Linked DNA regions of Xenopus laevis: region 1 is linked to region 2. Evidence: chromatin contacts called from public Hi-C data. All regions are on one chromosome and are shown on one strand. The core of a region is the stretch at or near the end of the contact, and the rest is flanking DNA. Distances in the headings are between cores, read along the strand shown. Region 1 overlaps rasa3.L (RAS p21 protein activator 3 L homeolog). Region 2 holds the start of LOC108708418.

Region 1 (4,743 bases), core at 1,456-3,955, 110 kb after region 2:
TTTAAAATGTCCCATATAGTTTGAACCCGAGCAGACATGGTTTGGGTAGCAGTAGCCATGCTAAGCTAGTGGTGCTAGTAAGGTGCAATATGATGGTGTACCTGGATGATTAAAGTACAATTATGTCAATTTAGAACTTATTTATTTTGGCCCACAGATCTGCGAGGCTCATAAACCCTGTGAGATAGATCCGGTAAAGTTAAAAGATGGTGAAAATTTTGAGAACAATAAGGTAAGCTGAACTGACTTCACCTGACATGTATTTCTTAATCACCATGGCATTTTATGAGGAATTAATACCACAATGAATGTTTTGCTATTTGCCTGTACTATTCACCTTATTGGGAAAAAAAAGCTAACTTTTATCAATTTCACTTTAAATTCTGGGCCAAATATGGAATTGTTTAACTTTTAAACCTAATAGCGTCAAACTTTTTATCTAATAGCTGATGTAAAAAACAGTTCCCATAAGCCATAATTGTTAAGAATTATATGTATAGTCTGTAGAAAACAACAGCTTTCACATTGTGAAATGCACTGTGGATGAATTTGCTCTGTTCCGTTCCCACAGTGATGTGGGACACAGATAAAAAGTAAAATATCTACCTAATGGCCTTTTTTCTTACCAGTTCTCTGGTTACATGTATTTTTCTGCTTGCCTAGCAATGGTTCTCTATGTCTGTGGGAGTTTTGGTGATATTGTTTAATTGATGACCCTGCACAAGATCTCTAAACCATGTATACATGCATTCCATTGTCCTGATTTACACCCATCACTTGGCTAATAATGCCGGTCGATTGTAAGAACCCACACACCAGTTTTACAGAGTAGCCAACCAACAGGAATATGTTATGGTTAAACATTATCTACAGTTTATCTCTATCAGACATGTTGTAGAATATTTCTCTGAAGGGAACTGGTGTTTTCTTTCAATATAACATTAAAGGAATAGTAACACCAAAAATTTTTTTAAAGTTTTTTAAAGGGGAACTATCTATAACTAAAGGGGGAAATGAAAATGTAATATAAGTTTCCTCATACTGAAGTAAACTTTCTAAATACAATCAATTGAAAATTCTGCATTGTTTCTGAAATAATCAAGTTTATATTCACTATTCCCCTCTCAGCATCTGTTTCTCTTCATTCTGTCTTCATGCAGGAGTTGGGTCGGATGAAAGTTCCAATATATTTTATAGCAGATGTATTAGAGCTCCCTCAAATAACATTCCAGTAAAAAAACAAAATCTAACAAAATAACTGCCTTTTGCACCAATTCTGCATGTAGAGAGACATGATGTCTGGTGATTTTAACAGAGTGAGCCCTAATACATTTTCTAGGCAAAAGGAGCCCCCCTATAAGATATATTGGATCATTCATCTGACACTCAACTCCTGCATGAAGACAGAATGAGGACAAACAGATGCTGAGAGAGGAATAGTGAAGATAAACTTGATTATTTCAGAAACGGTACCAAATTTTTAATTGATTGTATTTAGAAATTTTCTTATTTCAGTATGCTGAAACTTATATAAAATTTTCATTTTTGTGATAGTTCCCCTTTAAAGGAATAACAGTATTATGCAGTGTTGCCCTGCACTGGTAAAACTGATGCGTTTGCTTCAAAAACATTACTATAGTTTATATAAACAAGCTGTGTAGCCATGGGGGCAACCATCCAAGCAAAGGATAACAGATACGTTCTGAAGAATCTCATTATATACTACAGGGCTTATCTGTTATCTACTAAGTATCCTGTGCCTTTTCGCCTGTTTCATCTGTGAATGGCTGCCCCAATGGCTACACAGCAGCATGTTTATATAAACGAGTGTAGAGTTTCTGAAGCAAACACACCAGGTTTATCAGTGCAGCACAACAGTATACTATAGTTTTAATTACTTTGAAAGATTTTAATTGTTTGGTGTTACTGTTCCTTTAAAGCATACAATTGTGTTACATTGTCCATCACTGTGAAATGTGGGCAGTTTTTATGTTATGTTTATAACACAGTAGATGGCAGTGTTTTGCTTCAAGATATGATGATTGTGTTTTCATGAAGTATGAGCTGTGCTGATTGTAAGCTTACTGCCCTGCTATTAATATCCGCTACAATTTTCTTTGTTTAGCTTTTTCATTGTACTTGGCATGGTTACAGTACAGCCCTGGGAGGTAGGCAATGAGCCATCCCAATCGGCATCAGGAGCGTTGGCTAAAATCTTTCTTTCTGTTTGACAACGTGAAAAAATGTGTTAGCTCACTAACGATTAACATTATTTTGTCTTTCAAATTATTCTAGGAAAACCTGAAAAATTATGTAGACCGGATATTTGATGTCATCACAAAATCTGGCGTTAGCTGCCCCACCGTCATGTGTGACATTTTTTTCTCACTGAGAGAGTCAGCCGCCAAGCGTTTTCAAAGTAAGGCTGGTACTGAAAACAAACTAAGCATCCCATTGAAAGTATAAGTATGTGAATGGTAGTGTTTCACACCGCTTTGCTCAGAATGTTCTCATTTGCTGCCTCTCTCTTTTAAATATGGTATTTGAGTGGGTGGAAGGAGGGCTTGTGGGAGACATTTCTGTAACATACCTGCTGCTTTATCAATCTTAGAAACCAATGATAGAAGTTAGAAGATAGCAGCTTTACCAGTGCAAAGAGCTTGCAACTATGAAACTGTTTTGAACTACAACCCCCCAGTTCTCCACCCAGCTTTGGCTGCCTTGTCATTCACAACAGCTGGAGGTCTGTTAGTGTGACATTGAATGAAAGCATTCATACACAAATTGCTTTAGTTTGTTCTGCTTCAATTTCAACACATTTCCTAAGTGCCTTTATCAGAATGCCAATAAAGTCAGTGAAGTGGTTAGCGTAACAGCATTAAAAGCCTTCTCACGTATTCACACTGTTGGCGGGTCTTTCTATGCGTCCGGACTTAACCTTTCTCCATATACCTGACAGGGCAAATTCTTTGTGGTGAAACAGAGGAAGTCAACAACTATCAGCTATACTCTTGGCTAGACTCCTTCCACTCCTAGGAAATAAGAGCTTTTTCTAAAACGACAACAAATAAAGTGCAGACTCACTGGGAAAATGCATGTTGGCTTTATATTAAAACCTGGGGGTTGCACATAATAAAGCTGTAAAAGTAACAACAAAAAGCCACATGGATTAGATCAGTGATCCCCAACCAGTAGCTCGTGAGCAACATGTTGCTCTCCAACCCCTCAGATGTTGCTCCCAGTGGCCTCAAAGCAGGTGATTATTTTTGAATTTCTGACTTGGAGGCAAGTTTTGGTTGTATAAAAACAATATGGGCTACCAATAGCCAATCACAGCCCATATTTGCCGCCCCCAGGAATTTTTGTCCTGCTTGTGTTGCTCCCCAACTCTGTTTACATTTGAATGTGGCTCACAGGTATAAAAGGTTGGGGACTGCTGGATTAGATAGTGCTCATCAGATGTTAATTAAATATCATTGGTTAAGAGACCCAACACCACTGGTAAATGGCTAAAAACACACACAGGAATGGTATGGTGGTATGGTATTTGCATGGACATGTAAAGCCTACATTTTCCTATCATGTATATAAATTAGGCATATCATCCCCACCCAAGCCACATCATTTGTACTGCATATATCCACTCCAGTTGCTAACACCATCACATTTTCCTAAAACAAATAAAGGGGATACATGTACTTTTAATGTGAAAGACTTTTGTTACATCACCACCTGCTAGTCAGTTTCCTACCAGTCTGACCACCAAGTAGTCAAGGAAGTTGTCAGGAGAAAGAAAGAGGCTGCTCTGATGTTCTTCTGCGTAGGAAAGATGCGAGAAAGGTTTCTATATTTTTTTTCCTAAGCAGAAGAACATCAGAGCAGCCTCTTTCTTTCTCCTGACAACTTCCTTGACTACTTGGAGGTCAGACTGGTCAGAAACTGACCAGCAGATGGTGATGTTGTAACAAAAGTCTTTCACATTAACAGTACATGTATCTCTTAATATCCTGCAATAAAAACAAAATAAATAGTGAATGTACATTGCAAAACTTCTTACAATAGCACAATCATCAATTTTACATTACTTATTTTAAATGTTTACTTATCCTTTAAGCTGATGTCGCTCTAGGCATTTTTTCTGTCAGCTGGGTTACACACAAAAGCACCCATATTGGCACTTTTCACTTTGGAAACTAATGTTTGGGCTTCAGTACTGGTTCTGATCAGGTACTGGTCAGCTGTTTCCCATTCAAGTCAGTGAGAGGAGGCAGTGGCCATTTCAGGTTCTTGCAATTATACAAAAATGCCTGGTGTGTTTAAGAAAAGTCATATACTGTAATACAAATTCCAATGAAGAAAATAAATAATTAGAGATTCAGATACATTGGTGGCATCTAATAATTTTGCAGAACAAATGATCAACATCAGAAAAAAGGGCGTTTTCTGATTGGCAGTTATGGTTCTGGAAATTTTGTTCCTTTGTGTCCACATGCTGAGGTTTTTATAAAAACCACAATTTGACAAATGTATGTGTTTTATCTTTTTCTCAATGTCATGTATACATTAGAAATGTAGTGAGGAGCGATGAGCGAAATTTTTCGCCAAGTTTCGAATCTAAAATGATGCCTACAGACTACTGGGTGCCTATAGACTAAATTTTCGCACGTCAAAAATATGTTGCGTAATTTGTCGCACGTCATTTTTTTGACGCCCATAGACTTCAATGCATTCTGGCGAATTTTC
Region 2 (5,304 bases), core at 551-3,050:
ATTTTATTACATTACCCCTCTGACTTGTATTGTCATAGAAAATCATAGTAAACAATGTTGGCAATTACATTCAGTTTCTTGAGGAGCTTGTTCTGTGAAGTATAAAATCAAGTGACAGCTCTGCTTCCTTGGGACATTTGCATAAATTGGAAGCAATTGTATTTCTGCCACCTATGGAAGCTGACACAAGTGTGCCTCATATGCATTCAGGCTGATGGCAATACCACATTTGCTGTGACTTGCACTTCTGGGATATCAAAGGCAGCCCTAGGCTTTTCAGCCCCATCTCTGTTGTTACAATAAATAACCAGAAAAAGTGATCTGAAAAAGCTGGATGAAATGTCACAACACATTCTGAGAATGATTATAGATTTTGTAATCTAAGGGTATTTCATATTAAGAATTCATTTGGATAAAAAAAACATGCACAAACAATAGGGGCATTTCTCCAGGCAGCCATTTTACTTGCTAATATGCCACCTAACATAGGAGAAGATGCAATACAGAGAAGGCCCTTTAGCACACACAGAGAGGTTGGGGACTATAAATATATCTTGAAATGTCACATCTGACCTGCAGGACTCCTCATGGACTGCCCTATGTGCTGTGTTAGGGACAACAAGCATCACTGGAAAAATAAAATGTCATCCAACTAGAATAAAACATGCATGAGCTGGAAGATCAAAATGAAAGCATGGGGATATAGCGGCAGATTTATAAACATATTTATGTGATGATTGTGTTACTTTGGCACTTAATGCATTTCTGTGATGCCAAAACCTTAATGAGATGTTGTCCCCAAAACAGACAAAATATGCCAGTGAATGACTGCAACAGTTACAACAGCTAAAGATATGATATATGTATTTGAATCATAGGGCAACAAATATTGCACCTCATGGGTGAAATTGCATCATTGTGCCCATAGGCAGCTAACTGTTTGCTCCAACAATGATTTAGGCCTTGGGGTAATGGAAATAATGTCCAGATTACAATTATGCCAGCTTACTATGTGCATATTATATATTAAAGGGCATATGTTATTGGTGGATTTGTGTAAACTTTTTATGGCACCATAGTTTATATATACATGATTTTTTAAAATCAATTTTCAACAAAGTGTCTATTTCTTATTACATGTGAGTGCATCCATGAAACTTGGAGGTAGACTTTATAAAGCACCTCTGACACCAGCATCTTGTGAAAAAACCAGTTGGGCCCGCTTTACTATAAATACCCCATTCACATGTAGCTTACAGCTTTAATGTAATTAGTTTGTGACTGGGACAGTTTAAATGAAAGTTCATTTATTTAACATTAGGGATATGATGTACACTACCATAATTAATTTTGGACAGTCTTTTATATTAATGTCTCTATTTTATGCATTGTAAGTGTATGTTGTTGATTTAGGATGTAATTTTCTGTATGTGATTAGGCTTTTCTAATGGGTTAAGCCTAGTCCCACACAGAATTCATTAAGGAGCATATTTATCAAGGGTAGTTTGCACCTATTTGGGGACTTCACTCACAGCTATAAACACTGAGCTATAACAAGGTTCTGTATGATACATGTGTTCAAACAACTTTACTAATTTTTTAAATGCTGTTATTGATATCATTATACTAGACATACCTTTCTTTTATGCTCATCGTAGTAGGTTTCATCCCATTTTTGCTGTAAGTATTTATTACCACATGGTAAGATTGGCTGATAGGATCGATGCATTCTGCCAAAGTGGAAGACTTCCCAGCAAGTGAGCAACTTCTCAGCTTGTGGAGAAGGGAAGCCTTGGAGACGGTGGTGTGTTTAAAGCCGGTCATGTGGTGGTTGTCATGGCATTTGTATTGGAGAAAAATGAATAGCTGGTGGTAGCTATTCAAACACCGTGCTCAGAGAATAGCAAACAATAACTGTAATTAGATCTGTGGTGTATCCTTGTCTCTGATCCCTGTACAATAAGTACACAAACTATTAACAAATAGTATCTTCTTATGTGAAGTATACAGAAGGGAACATAATACTAATAATAACTCTTGATATTATTTAGAAAAAGAAGGGTATATCAAACCTTTGAGCAGTGTCATAAAAATAGTGTTATAGAGATCAGAGTTCATTGATGAAAACCTTTGGAACGTATCTAAACCAATTCCAGAGAAACCTTCTTATTAACTTTTTTCCCCTGATTTTGGGGAAACGTAATATTGCTAACAGAAGATTAGACGTTTTGTGATCCCTTATAAAAGAAGCTATGCACAATAACAGAATGAAATGAGAATCTTGGTTCTTCTTTGTGTTAAATTATTGCAGCAAGGCTGTCTGACGCTTAATTCACTGTCCATAGCTCTCTGGCAGTGATCACCAACCAGGAGAATAAGCAGCAGAAGTCAGGACCAAATTGGGCCACATTTTAATGTTCCTGTTCGGGCATTTAGTCTTAGAACCATGGCTTACTGTCATCTTCCCCAGTATTCACTACCTATTCTCTAAAATTAGAAATAGGCTGCCTAAAATGCTGAGATTTAAAGGAGAACTAAAGCTTAACTAAAGAAATGTTGTACATTATGTTCTGGGCTTCTGTACCAGCCCAAGGCAACCACAACCCTTTAGCAGTAAAGATCTGTGTCTTCAAATATGCCCCAGTAGCTCCCCATCTTTTTTTCTGCTGATTCACTGCACATGCTCTGTGCTGATGTCACTTACTGAACTTAGGGACCAGCTCACAATATACAGTACACATAGAATAGAAATTTCACAATATTAGGCTGATTAGTAATTAATACAGATAATTACTACATGGCAGCACAGAAACCAGTGCAACTAGCATCAGAATTTAATAATCAGCCCTGTAGCATCAGACCAACCTAATTTTCTGCTTGACCCCTAAGCTTAGCTTCTCAATAGCTGCTCAGAGCCCACTGAGCATGTGAGTGTCACAGACACTTTCCAAGATGGTGACCCCCTGTGACAAGTTAGAAGTCCCGGATCATTGCTGAAACTTTAGGCTGGTGTTATAAGTTCAGTATATAAGATATGGCATTTTTATCCATTTTCTTTTTTAGGGTTTACTTCTCCTTTAAAGAGGTTGTTAAAGGGATACTGGCATGGGAAAAAAAATATTTTCAAAATAAATCAGTTAATATTGGTGCTCCAGCAGAATTCTGCACTAAAATCCATTTCTCAAAAGAGCAAACATATTTTTTTATATTCAATTTTGAAATCTGACATGGGGCTAGACATATTGTCAATTGCCCAGCTGCCCCAAGTCATGTGACTTGTGCTCTGATAAACTTCAATCACTCTTTACTGCTGTACTGCAAGTTGGAGTGATATCACCCCCCTCCCTTCCCATCCAGCAGCCAAACAAAAGAACAATGGGAAGGTAACCAGATAACAGCTCCCTAACACAAGATAACAGTTGTCTGGTAGATCTAAGAACAACACTCAATAGTAAAAACCCATGTCTCACTGAGACACATTCAGTTACATTGAGAAGGAAAAACAGCCTGCCAAAAAGCAAGTGCAGGCACAAGTCACATGACCAGGGGCAGCTGGGAAATAGACAAAATGTCTAGCCCCATGTCAGATTTCAAAATTGAATATAAAAAAAATCTGTTTGCTCTTTTGAGAAATGGATTTCAGTGCAGAATTCTGCTGGAGTAGCACTATTAGCTGATGCGTTTTGAAAAAAACATGTTTTCAGATGACAGTATCCCTTTAACTTTTAGCATGATGTAGAGAGTGATATTCTGGGACAATTAGTAGTTGGTTTTAGTTTTTATCATTTGTGGTTTTGAGTTATTTAGTTATTTTGAGTTTATGTAATTGTTACCCTAGCAACCATGCATTGATTTAAATAGGAAACTCGAATATGAGAGAGCCTGGATGGAAAGATGAATAATAAAAAGTAGCAATAACAATTCATTTGTAGCCTTACAGAGCATTTGTTTTATAGATGGGAACAGTGACCCTCATTTGAAAGCTGGAAAGAGGCAGAAGAAGAAGGAAAGTAATTCAAAAACTATAAAAAAGAAAAAATTAAGGCCAATTGAAAAGTTGTTTAGAATTGGCCATTCTATTACATTCATGGGGCAGATTTACTAAGCTCGAGTGAAGAATTCGAATGGAAAAAAATTTGAATTTCGAAGTATTTTTTGGGTACATCGACCATCGAATTGATCAAATTCGATCGAATTCGATGGAATTCAATCGAATCGAATGATTTGAAGTAAAAATCGTTCGACTATTCGACCATTCGATAGTCGAAGTACTGTCTCTTTAAAAAATACTTCGACTTCATACTTTGGCAATTTAAGCCTACCGAGGTGCAATGTTAGCCCATGGGGACCTTCCCCAGCACTATTTGTAAGCTTTTTTTGATTGAATAAAAATCCTTCAATCGATCACTTAAAATCGTTCGAATAGTTCTGTTTTATCGATTTTTATTCGATCGTTCGATCGAAGCATTTGCACTAAAATCCTATCGAATTCGAAGGATTTTACTTTGAGGGTTTATTAACCCTCGAAATTCGACCCTTGATAAATCTGCCCCTAAAAGTTAATATAAAAGCGAACCACCCCTTTAAAGGAACAGTTCAGTATAAAAATAAAAGCTGGGTTAATAGGTTGTTCAAAATAAAAAAAATGTTTCAAGTATACAGTTAAAAAAGTGTAATCTATAAAGTGACAGGACGTCTAACATAAAAGAACAGAACTTTCTGCTTTTTAGATCTCTAATTCTGAGTTAGTCAGCAACTTTAAGGGGGCCCACATGGGACATAACTGTTCAGTGAGTTTGCAATATATCCTTAGAATTCAGGTCACCTGGTAACCAATCAGTGAAAACTAAGAGAACTGAAAAACAGGAAGTAGTGTTCTGGCTATTACAGTATGTTAGACATCCAGTCACTCGAGCCTTTATACATAACATTTTTAGCTAAGTAACATTTTTTATTTTGCACAGCCTATCTATTTACCCAGCTTTTATTTTTATACGGAACAATTCTTATAAAAAGGGGAAGCTTAGCTTAGGAGTCTTAGGTTTGTTCCAGTCAGGGTATTTTGTATGTTCTCCCCCACCCAACCTGCATGGGTTCTGTACACACTCTAAAAACATACAAGCAGATTAATTGGCTCCTGTCCATAGTGTATGAATTCAATAGATGGTGCTCTTGACACTTCAGTGATTACAGATTTTGTATCTTTATGCAATATGAACCTTGGATTGTAAGCTTCACTGGGTTAGGGACTGATGTGTTTGGTGTATATTCTCTGTAAATCACTGTGGGAATATAATAAAAAAA

The links. Hi-C and Micro-C count contacts between places; a contact is called where the count stands out from the background.
Region 1: a Hi-C map of the XTC cell line shows a contact between it and region 2, with 2.7 times the contacts expected there. The contact joins the enhancer-like site here to the promoter of LOC108708418 in region 2. A contact is called at or near these places in 2 of 4 Hi-C or Micro-C datasets (the XL177 cell line and the XTC cell line).

What each region holds. Positions count from the first base shown.
Region 1 is chr2L:116,559,291-116,564,033 of Xenopus_laevis_v10.1, forward strand. It overlaps rasa3.L (RAS p21 protein activator 3 L homeolog), which reads left to right. Exons shown (of 23, transcript NM_001093333.1): 12 at 158-232; 13 at 2,296-2,419. Among protein-coding and RNA genes, the nearest start is that of gas6.L, 60 kb to the right of the region's middle. Within about 2 kb of position 2,706, at least 3 of the 7 cell types and tissues checked have an H3K27ac peak or open chromatin away from gene starts, as enhancers often do.
Region 2 is chr2L:116,451,191-116,456,494 of Xenopus_laevis_v10.1, forward strand. It overlaps LOC108708418, which reads right to left and starts at 1,801. Exons shown (of 5, transcript XM_018247093.2): 1 at 1,637-1,801. The coding sequence starts at 1,729.